Regions from separate parts of the Zea mays genome. Here regions 1 and 3 are each linked to region 2. Evidence: chromatin contacts called from public Hi-C data. All regions are on one chromosome and are shown on one strand. The core of a region is the stretch at or near the end of the contact, and the rest is flanking DNA. Distances in the headings are between cores, read along the strand shown. Region 1 holds the start of LOC100285772. Region 2 holds the start of LOC100193969 (sirohydrochlorin ferrochelatase). Region 3 holds the start of LOC100274087 (RecQ-mediated genome instability protein 1).

Evidence for each region. A called contact is a pair of places that touch in the nucleus more often than the background predicts.
Region 1: a Hi-C map of leaf shows a contact between it and region 2, with 4 times the contacts expected there. The contact joins the promoter of LOC100285772 here to the promoter of LOC100193969 in region 2. A contact is called at or near these places in 3 of 25 Hi-C or Micro-C datasets (endosperm and leaf) and 1 of 3 datasets of contacts at active chromatin or transcription factors (leaf).
Region 3: a Hi-C map of leaf shows a contact between it and region 2, with 3 times the contacts expected there. The contact joins the promoter of LOC100274087 here to the promoter of LOC100193969 in region 2. A contact is called at or near these places in 7 of 25 Hi-C or Micro-C datasets (bundle sheath, endosperm, leaf and 1 more).

The regions. Positions count from the first base shown.
Region 1 is chr2:70,203,749-70,207,500 of Zm-B73-REFERENCE-NAM-5.0, reverse strand. LOC100285772 reads left to right here and starts at 1,632. Exons shown (of 4, transcript NM_001158662.1): 1 at 1,632-1,865; 2 at 2,160-2,320; 3 at 2,411-2,478; 4 at 2,556-3,752. The coding sequence starts at 1,792. The coding sequence ends at 3,608.
Region 2 is chr2:70,562,779-70,566,518 of Zm-B73-REFERENCE-NAM-5.0, reverse strand. It overlaps LOC100193969 (sirohydrochlorin ferrochelatase), which reads left to right and starts at 2,059. Exons shown (of 7, transcript NM_001139037.1): 1 at 2,059-2,253; 2 at 2,580-2,849; 3 at 2,946-3,148; 4 at 3,233-3,294. The coding sequence starts at 2,785.
Region 3 is chr2:70,866,486-70,870,103 of Zm-B73-REFERENCE-NAM-5.0, reverse strand. LOC100274087 (RecQ-mediated genome instability protein 1) reads right to left here and starts at 1,501. Exons shown (of 9, transcript NM_001148466.1): 1 at 737-1,501. The coding sequence starts at 1,483.

The sequences.
Region 1 (3,752 bases), core at 383-2,882, 360 kb after region 2:
CCGTGGAGGTATTTTCTGAAGCAGACGTACGCTCGTCACGCAGATCATCTGATCTTGTAAAAGCCAATGTACATCATGGCAGTTACTGTCACTGGCTCACTCCCATGTAAAATAAACAAAGTCCTGTATAAGGGTATAGTTTTACAAACTAAGGTTATCTCCCGCCATTATTACCCCTCCTAAATCCACTCTATTTGTACTTTCTATTTATATTTAAATCTCTCCCCTCAACTAATCCCCCTATTCTACTCATTTCCAATCATCCCCCTATTCTACTCTTCAATCCTTTAACTGATATATTTTGTCTTTTATACATCACTATTTAGAGTTTTAAAAAATACTATCATATACTAAAAAAATTAATTATGCCATTAAATAGACTAATTAGTGGAAGCCCCTTGCTCACCGGGCCCCCCGATCCGGATCCATTGGAGAACGCCAGGGCATTCGACATTTCGACCTCGAGCAAACAGGGGGAGCGGTCCGGGAGACAGCCGGAGGTGGTCTAAGGCCGGCAGCACTATCGACTGTGCTATTGACCATAGTCGGTTCTTATCTATCGTAGCATTCTAGTGCAATCTTTACCGTCACTCTACAGGCATCTCAGTGTCACTTAAACTTTTTCTCTTGTAGACTTCTATTTGAAATGAAACACACGTTTAATTAGAAATAAAAATCTATCTAGCACATACCTTCCAAATGACGCGAACCAATTTGAAGTTGCCACATTGGGAGTTGTCCACTATAAACAAATTGTATATTGTTTAACTATATCTCTTAACCATTATATCTATTAAAAAACTGATTTGGCATGTATGTTCCTGATTTTTTACAAATAAATAAAATTGTTAATTTCATTTTTAAAAATATTAAAAATATTTTTATTTCATTTAATATAACACTTAATTATTTTAATCCTATTTTAGTTTTAATTTATTGTGTATGTTTATTAATATAACAAACTTCGATAAGCAACAAAAGTAGAGTCAAATATGCTTTTAAATTTGTACTATAGACCATATTTGGCACAACTTATTTTTAGTTTTTTTAAAAATTTAAGCAGAAGCTCTGTCAAACAGGCAGCTTCTGCAACAGCTTATCAGTTCAGCTAACAAGCAGAAACTACTTTTCATTAGCTTCTTAGATAAGCTGCTTTTTAACAAACATTAGCTATGCCAAACATGACATAATTGCTTTTTTCAAAGTAGCTATGAACAACTAAACTTCTTTGATTTAGCTTCTATTTTACTAAAGTAGAAACAGGTTTTAAAATCATATCAAACACCCTGCAGGATTGAAGGGGATTAGAGAGAAAATTAGTTAATTTTTACCTCAATCTCCTTCAACCTTGAAGGGGATCTAATGTTTTCAAAGTAGCCCTTAGTAAGGTTGTAGCGGGTTAAAATATCATGGGCTCTTGATTTGATCCTGAAAAAGTACCACCTCCAAATAGTTTCTCGACTAAAAAAACTCGTAATTCAGCAAATGAAGCACGAGGAGCAACAGCAAGAATACAAAAAACATATACCGGAATCAATTATTATTATCCAATTAAACGGCGGGGCAGCATCGCGACTAAATCTAACCCTCCATTATATATACAAATATCCAAGCTATTCCGGCAGAGAGGAGCGCATCGCATCAGCGTCACCAATACCACGCGAGCCGTCCCCCCCTCCTTGTCCATCCCCGGCCGGCACGACGAACCGCCTGAGGAGGGAGCAATAGCTCGGGGCTCTCGCTCTTGGCTGCGTGTCTGAAGCTGTTGATGCGAGTGAAGGCTCGGTTTCCATGGCTCTCATGGCGGCGGGGATGGACGACCACGACGAGTACGCCAAGCTCGTCAGGAGGATGAACCCGCCCAGGTGATTCCTCCATCATCTTCTTCGGTTCTTTGCCCTCAATTCCTCAGGTGTCATCTTCATAGGGTTCTTTATTACTCATTCGTACTACATAGATAGCTGTTGTCATCTCCTTTTCAACCTTTGGTTGAGCGATTCTTGTCCGAGTATCTTCAGTTTCTTGTTTTACCGAATCCATTCCGATTTGTGCAATTGGTTTGCTTCTTGGTATGCTTAAGCCAAGAACAGAGTAGCATGGTCCTCTGTTTTGGTTGGATGTCTCGCTGCTCCGATTGATTACTGACAAGAAAATCGCAGGGTTGTGATCGACAACGAGGCCTCCGACGACGCCACCGTGATTAAGGTAGACAGCGTCAACAGCCACGGCACGCTGCTCGCCGTCGTCCAGGTCATCGCCGACCTCAACCTCGTCATCCGGAAGGCATACTTCTCCTCCGATGGAAACTGGTTCATGGATGGTCAGTTAGTACCCAAATCCTTCTTCGCCTTGTTATTTTTGCTACTCCATAGATGTCTGAATCTTTCTTTTTTTCATCTTTGTCCTTCAGCGTTCAATGTCACCGACCGTGACGGCAACAAGGTTCTGGACGCCTCAACCATCTCCTACATCCAGAAGGTAATCGACGGGTTCCAGAATGTTCTGGGTTCCTGAATGATTTGATTCTGACCCAGTTACCGTACTGTTCCTCGCAGACGCTGGAGGTGGACGACTGGTACTACCCGGGGGCGCACAACACGGTGGGCATCGTGCCGTCGGGGGACTACACCTCCATCGAGCTCACGGGCACGGACCGCCCGGGCCTGCTCTCCGAGGTGTGCGCGGTGCTCGCGGCCATGGGCTACGCGGTCCAGAGCGCGGAGCTGTGGACGCACAACACGCGCGTGGCCGCCGTTGTGCACGTCACGGACGCCGAGACTGGCGGCGCCATCGAGGACTCCGCCCGCATCGCCGACATCAGCGCGCGCTTGGGCAACCTGCTGCGCGAGCACAGCGACGTGCGCGCTGGCGGCGGCGCGGGCAGCCTGGCACTCCACAAGGAGCGGCGGCTGCACCAGATGATGTTCGACGATCGGGGAGTGGAAGGCCACGCCGCGGCCGCGCCGCCCGACGGCTCGCTGCGGACGGAGGTGTCCGTGACGCATGCCGAGCGCGGGTACACCGCCGTTGTGGTCCGGTGCCGGGACCGGCCCAAGCTGCTGTTCGACACCGTGTGCACCATCACGGACATGGAGTACGTGGTGCACCACGGCACCGTGAGCGCGGAGCCCGGCGGCGGCGCGTACCAGGAGTACTACATCCGCCACGTCGACGGCCACGCCATCCGGTGCGAGGACGAGCAGCAGCGCCTCGTGCGGTGCCTGGCTGCCGCCATCGAGCGACGCACCGCCGACGGACTTGAGCTGGAGGTGCGGACGGGAGACCGCGCGGGCCTGCTCTCGGACATCACCCGCATCTTCCGGGAGAACGGGCTCACCATTCGCCGCGCCGAGATCTCGTCCTCCGACGGCGAGGCCGTGGACACGTTCTACCTATCCGACCCGCAAGGCCTCCCCGTGGAGACCAAGACCATCGAGGCCATCCGTGCACAAATCGGCGAGGCCACGCTGAGGGTGAGGAACAACCCGTTCGGTACCGGGGACGACGCCGACATGGCCGGCGCTGGCACAACGGCGTTCATCTTCGGGAACCTGTTTAAGTTCTACAGGCCGTTCCAGAGCTTCAGCCTCATCAAACTCTACTCGTGATGCGCACTTGGGTAGCAATTTTTTCACATGTTTTAGATAGTTTTTACTGTGGTTAGCTGTTCTGCTCTGGAGATTTTCCAATAGTGTGTAAATATGGCTATGGATGATGATGGCGATATATACGGATACAGTCCAGTGTAAGTA
Region 2 (3,740 bases), core at 810-3,309:
ATGTAGTTATACTTCCAGACAAGCTAATCTAAGGCAACACAAATATCTTACTGTCCTACCTTCTGAACAAATTAATTTGTGCACCAGCAAGCTTTGCAGGCTAAATAATCTGATTAATATAACTCGTATCACAATGTAATGCAACATCATGGCTCTATAATATAATTTGAATTGACCTAAGGAAATTTCCTAACTACATCTGCCAAAATCATGAGGGGTACGGAGCAGGACCAATATGGCTGAGGTCATCGCACCCTCGTACCTTAGGCTGCAACGAGATCAGAGAAAACATGAAAGACGTCACGGCCCTTGCCTTTCCCCACATCACAGGTAGGGGTGAGTTATTGATGAGGACGACTGCGAGGGGCGAAAGGCGAGTCCGGCAGACCCTAGGAAGAGGGGACGACGGTGAATAGGCCAGTCTGGACTATGTATGTAGGCTCGTGGGGACGGCTGCGGATGGAAGCCACGCTTCTGTTTTAGTCGTGTGTTTTAATCGCACGACCACTAGCTGTTTAATCGGACGTTCGTCTGGGTCCGAGTCCAACGCACGTTGGATGCCCCCTCGTCCTGTTTGATTGGGCTGTTCGCGAAGTCCTCAGGCAAGTCTGGAGTTGGTGCAGGTCTAGAGTATTCACGAAGAAGATATTTTGCTAGCTGCATTTCACTTCGTTGTACTGCCATGGTTCCTTTGCCGTTGATGTATCATCGGACGGCTGGAAAAAAAACACTGACGTGGACATCGTGCGCGTCGCCGTTTCGAACCGTCTTTAAAGAATAGCAATATGCAACAATACCCATGTCATATAATAATAGTAATAGTTCTAAACCAAAAATACTCAGATTAATCATATCATATAATAATATATGCTCGAAATTAAAAAGAAAATATGGAATCATACCAACTTTACAACATATATTAAAGTTACGGTGGGCGGAAAATGAATGTGTACATAATCCAGTAACAGAGGCTAAGAAGGCCATGTCTAACAATAATAAAGTCTATGTAGTTATACTTCCAGACAAGCTAATCTAAGGCAACACAAATATCTTACTGTCCTACCTTCTGAACAAATTAATTTGTGCACCAGCAAGCTTTGCAGGCTAAATAATCTGATTAATATAACTCGTATCACAATGTAATGCAACATCATGGCTCTATAATATAATTTGAATTGACCTAAGGAAATTTCCTAACTACATCTGCCAAAATCATGAGGGGTACGGAGCAGGACCAATATGGCTGAGGTCATCGCACCCTCGTACCTTAGGCTGCAACGAGATCAGAGAAAACATGAAAGACGTCACGGCCCTTGCCTTTCCCCACATCACAGGTAGGGGTGAGTTATTGATGAGGACGACTGCGAGGGGCGAAAGGCGAGTCCGGCAGACCCTAGGAAGAGGGGACGACGGTGAATAGGCCAGTCTGGACTATGTATGTAGGCTCGTGGGGACGGCTGCGGATGGAAGCCACGCTTCTGTTTTAGTCGTGTGTTTTAATCGCACGACCACTAGCTGTTTAATCGGACGTTCGTCTGGGTCCGGGTCCAACGCACGTTGGATGCCCCCTCGTCCTGTTTGATTGGGCTGTTCGCGAAGTCCTCAGGCAAGTCTGGAGTTGGTGCAGGTCTAGAGTATTCACGAAGAAGATATTTTGCTAGCTGCATTTCACTTCGTTGTACTGCCATGGTTCCTTTGCCGTTGATGTATCATCGGACGGCTGGAAAAAAAACACTGACGTGGACATCGTGCGCGTCGCCGTTTCGAACCGTCTTTAAAGAATAGGAAATGCCAGCTATGCGGCGAGCCAGAGTTGAGCGGCGTACAGATTTCTTGCCCAAAAGTGTCCGGCCACTAGCTGCCAATATAATAAAATAAGGTTATGTTTTAAATAACCCTCTAAGTGATATTTTGTCTGAAAGACAATGTTTAAGAATGGTGGATCAGCCACGTTTATATAATGGCATTTGGGTGAAACCCAGTTCCCATAATGACATAAATCCAAATTCTTTACAGCAGTCCCGCCGCCACTCACCAAATTGGCCGCCAGGGCTCCGTCCTCTAGCGGCTCCGTCCGGTGGTCCGGCCAGCTGCCTAGCTCCCTCCGACGGTCCGGCCAGCACCGCCTCCTGCTCGCGGCCTTGCCCAGCTCCTCCGCCCTCCGGTGAGACGTAGATCTTGGTGCGGCAGGGCGCTACGGGGGCGGGGTGGTGCTGTTGTGCGTGTGCTGGTGGCCTGGTGCTAGCAACCGAGGTACACGCTCCCAGCTCCCCATGGCCCCACTTGATTTTGCCTGTTTACACGCTCTGTTGTTATTTTGCAATTTCATAGCACTGTCAGCTATTGGGCTAGGGGCAAAGTCATAAATGCCGCTACCGCACTTCGAAGTGCACTTACATCTTCTGATAGTCCCATTCATCTATTATATTTTTGTTTCTTTCTTTATAGTTTTATGTTTTAATTAGCTTACATCATCAGTGTTTTGTCTGTCTGTAATAATTTCAACTGTTTCTAAGCTCACATTTCATCATCACAAGCCTATTATGAATCTGATGCTAGTTAACTGCTGAAAGGTACAGTACTATGGATCACGAATGATGTATTGTATGCAATTCGGCCCGGAGCGTCACTAAATCCTGGATCCGCATTGGCCGCAGGGCCAGTGGCCAGTGTCCAGCCTGCCAGCTCAGCCCGGCGGCAAGCGCCCAGCGGCTGGCTCGGGCAGCGGCCAGTGGCGAGCAGCCGACTCGTTTCTTCGGCGTTCTCCGCCACTGCCCCCCAGCTATGCACCCTGTTCCAGTCCCCTCCCAGCCCTTTACCGCAACTCCTGCAAAAAAACTTGTTTCAAGGTGATCCATTTATCTAACCTCTTGGCAAATTGTGCGGTCTGCTATTGCTCCTGTGTCTCTGCTTCTCATAACATATCTGTTTTTTCTTGGCATTAGGAGCACTGCTGTGAGGAAGGCCATCCATTTTGTCAACCTGTGGACAGCTGGAAGGTCTAGTGGAAACCTGGCTATGAACTCCGTACCAAAACCCGCCCCTGGGTCCGAAACATCTGGGAGGGAGGATTTTGCTGTGGGGGATAAGGATGCTGTGGTCATTGTTGATCATGGGTCAAGACGCCAAGAATCCAATCTCATGCTAAGTAATAAACCTGATTTTTGCAAGGCATATCTTTTGCAATCATGGTGCTCTTATTGTGTCTTGATTTGTGTATTAACAAATGCAGATGACTTTGTTGAGATGTTCCGGGCGAAGACTAGCTATAGGATTGTTGAGCCTGCTCATATGGTATTTTTTTTGTCGCTCCAGCCTTTTTATACCTTCTGTTTTTTCTTTGTGAGAAAGGAAAACATTTAATTTATTAATGCACTTAAAGCTTCTAGAACCATCCATGCTTTTTGTACAAATCAGTACCGTGCCTGTCCGATTGAGAAATTTGGACCAACATGTTTTAAATATTAACACGTTTTCCTTTATCATTACTAATTTGGGTATTCTATGCTTAGTCCAAGTCTGACTCTGCTTTCGAGCTATGCATTGCACCTTATATTGTTCAATGGCAGCTCATTCATTCAGAATTATCATGATTGATTTTGTTCAGTATCCTATGCAGTTTGTTTGTATTTAATTGCTGAAATTTGTACTTGTCTCTGGATATCCTGGACTTAAACTCTCAAAGGGCATTAGAAGGATGATTCCACCTTATTGAATCAAATGGATAAAGTAGTTATGGA
Region 3 (3,618 bases), core at 252-2,751, 300 kb before region 2:
GCAACATGAGGGTCCGCCCCCTATTGACCAGATTTTTACTAGTGCTTTGAGCCCTCTCAGCCCCTACACAAGGATCCGCCTCCATAGGTCAGTCCATCTCGTGTGCACACGACCAGAGGAAGCAACGAGTGACATTTTTTAACCTCGGCCTGAAATTCGCCCCCACTAGGGTTCAAACTCAGGACCTAAGGAGTGCTACTCAGACCACCTAACCCACTCGTCAAGAGGCCCTTTCACTCAAGATAAGGACTCTATCCTGAATTAATCTATAATCGTGAACCGTTCAGGCTACTCCTGCGCACTGTCAAGGTCACAAGGCCAGACCGTCCATGTGCCAAATTTAGTGTCCAACACTCTGTTTTCTTTCTAATTATTTACTCGATTCAGAAGAAGAAGAAATAGTATGGCATAGGGTGAGGAACCGAGTGGAATGGACAGAGAACTGCTTTGAATTTCATCATAAATTTGAAGATGATTTAAGCATGTGAAGTTGATTCACCATTTTGATCACCAATGAGAAGCAATTTCATAGCAAGAACTTGAATATTGCTATAACACCTCGTTTTCTCGATCAATACATTCTACACCAATCAGAAGTATCCACAAATTTTTCGGGGATTTAATAATTAGTTAAATCACAATAGGAGCATAGAAACAGTATGGATCTCAAGTGTAAATAGCTCAGCAGGGCAAAGTAAGATGCCATTTTCACAAATTAGATTATGCAATGTCAAACCTGAAGCACGAAGGGGCCATCAAGGAACTCAGCGTGCATGCCCCCGACGCCCTCCGGCAGCACCCCAGCACCGCAAGAGTTCATATCGGCGAAGAGAAACTGCTCGAAGCACCGCCTGGCCTGCGCCTCAACACCACCGAGGCCGTCGAAGCCGGGAATCCCCGCAGCGCAGGACTCGAGCCAGTCCGGCCGCAGAAGCAACCCGAGCCGCCGCAGGAACTCGTCCACCGGGCGCAACCGGCCGCTCAGCGGGGACGGGTGCGGAGGCGCTATTGAGGCCGGGGTCCGCGCCGAAGGCGGAGTCGGGGTCGGGGTCCGCGCCGAAGGCGGAGTCGGGGTCGGGGTCCGTGCCGAAGGTGGAGTCGGGATTGGGGTCTGGGACGGGGTAGTGATAGGAGGGGGAGGGGAAGGGGGAGCGGGAGCGGGAGCATGGAGCGCGGGAGGAGCTGGCGGGGAGAAGACCTCAGGGGCGTCAACGATGGGAGAGTCCCCGTCAGGGTCCACGATCTCGTCGACGTCCTCGTCGTCATCGGAGATGACGAAGGGGGCAGAAGATAGCGAGAGTGACGGGAAGGGGACTGGTAGGGGGCTGAGGTTTTGGGGCGAGGGCCGGCCGACGCTTCCGCTGCCGCTTACGCCGCCGCTAGCGACGGAAGCTGAAACTGAGGCGGGGGTTGTGGCGGTGGTCATGCCCTCGCCGTCGTCCTCGTCGGAATCAGAATGCACAATTAGGTTCCGGCGCCTCATTTTTTGGGAAGGAAGTTTTTGGCGGTCGTTTCATATGGAAACCAAATGAGCGAAGGGTTTTGGGAGAATTTTTGGTGGTTTCCCTCCGAGGCTTCGAACCGTCGAACGTGGGGAGGTCGGAGGAGGACGCCGATAAGGAACTGAGAAATGAGGATGACGTGTAGGGTTAAGGGTTTAGGGTCGCTGGTTTCGGCTCAATTAGAGTACTAGTCGATAGAGCGCGCGTGTTATATTAGCTAGAGATATATACAAAGTCTTATATACCACTACAGTAGAACAATTAATTAGTATGATTATAGATTTATAAAAGGTTAAGGAGTAAATTTACATCCAAAAGGTTAAATAGTATCATTTTGATCTTTACTAATCGGTTGCTCGTACGTTGCGACGGCTTACAACAATATCCACGTAAACTATTCACCAAAAAAATCAAGATTTTTTATTGATTGTCTCTGCTCTCCGTATAATATTTTACTTAATTTGGCTAACTGATGTTATTGTTTACTCCATGCAATATGACATGTGACAACACGACCAATGAAGTGAGCGATTAGAAAAGAGTTCACAACGATTGACTGAACGAACAGAGATTATAAAATGACATAATTTCACCATACAAAAACCAAATAAGAGAGTTTGTGAGCTCAAGTTTCTAAAATAAGTCACATGAACTCAAACTTATAAAAAAATGGATCAAAATATGGAGTGATTGCTAAAGTCAGGGAGCAATAAAAACTGGATGCGCTCCATATAAATTATGCTACTACGTAGCAGTTACTGACGTTTAAAACAAACAAATAATCTTTCATTTTACTGTTAGTGTGACAAATCATTGTTGCTCCATCCAATTCATCAACCTCAAACATCATGGAGTCCATTGCGCCAATGTGGTATCAGAAACGACCTAATACTTGTAAGAGCCAAAAACGTCGTGTCGTGCTTGGGCTGTAGCCTGGGCCCGTAGTGCTGGTCCGGCCCGACACGATTATATTTTTTATTTTACAGAAAAATGTATATACATATATACAATTTATATTCAATATTAAAAACATCTGAGCATAATGTTCTATTGATTAGACAACTTCACCCAGTGTATCCCGCCCTTCTTCCATCAGGGTATGGGTTCAGACCCCACTGTCGGTGTTTGGGACCCGACCGCGCACCCAGGGTTACCCCTCGAGATGCTTTTGGGTAGGACGGTGTTACCGACTGTAGCTCGATGGTTCGTGCTAGGTGCACGAGAGATAATTTTCTACAGGTTCGGGCCGCTTAGAGAGGCGTAACACCCTACTTCCTGGTGTGGATCTTTATGTGGTGGGTTACAGTGTGATTCTCTAGTATGAAGGATGCTAGAGAATGGAGTAGATGGCTGATGAATGAGCTGTCTTTTGATGGGGTGCCCCCTAGGCCTTATATACTCGACCGTGGGGCATTACATGTGGGTATGATAACAACGTGCACCTAAGTAATAGTGAACCGACTGAACTTATCTTCCTATAATCCTGTCGACTTATCCTCATTTAGTTCCGACGTCTGAGGGCGCTGCGCGGGAGAATCAGATCAATGCTATGGATAACACTTAGATCCAATGAGTCGTCTGGGCCCGAGTCCATCCAATCTTGCGTCAATCCATTCCGCCAGCAGTTCCTTCCCTGGCCTACGAAGGGATGACCTTGTGAAATAATGGGCTCAAAGCCTTTCGCGAGGCCTTCTAGCCTTCTAGTGGACCCGGGGGATATCTGTCTTCCACAAGCCCCCAATCTTTGAGTTGATTTTGGAAATAATCGGCCCAAAGATTCTAGGTCCAGCTTGCGGTTTGTGATTTTGGTAATGGATGCTCTGAAAAATACACCTATTGAATCGTTGATTCTAACTCTGAGCAATTCAGTAAAAACAATCTTATATTATCCTTTTTTGGCACATTCAACGGTCTTTGCCTTATACTTCAGGAATCGGTGCTTTGTTACTGGCTTATGCTTTGGAGATCAGCATTTTGTCCTTTGGGGTTGAGGATTAATTGGGTGCACCGGAGGTGCACCCAATGGGTGTAGCCCCTGAGCTTTAAGTGAATTACTGAAAATAATCCACTCAAAGGTCTTCATCTCATGCTTTTTTAGAAGTCATTGTTTTATCTT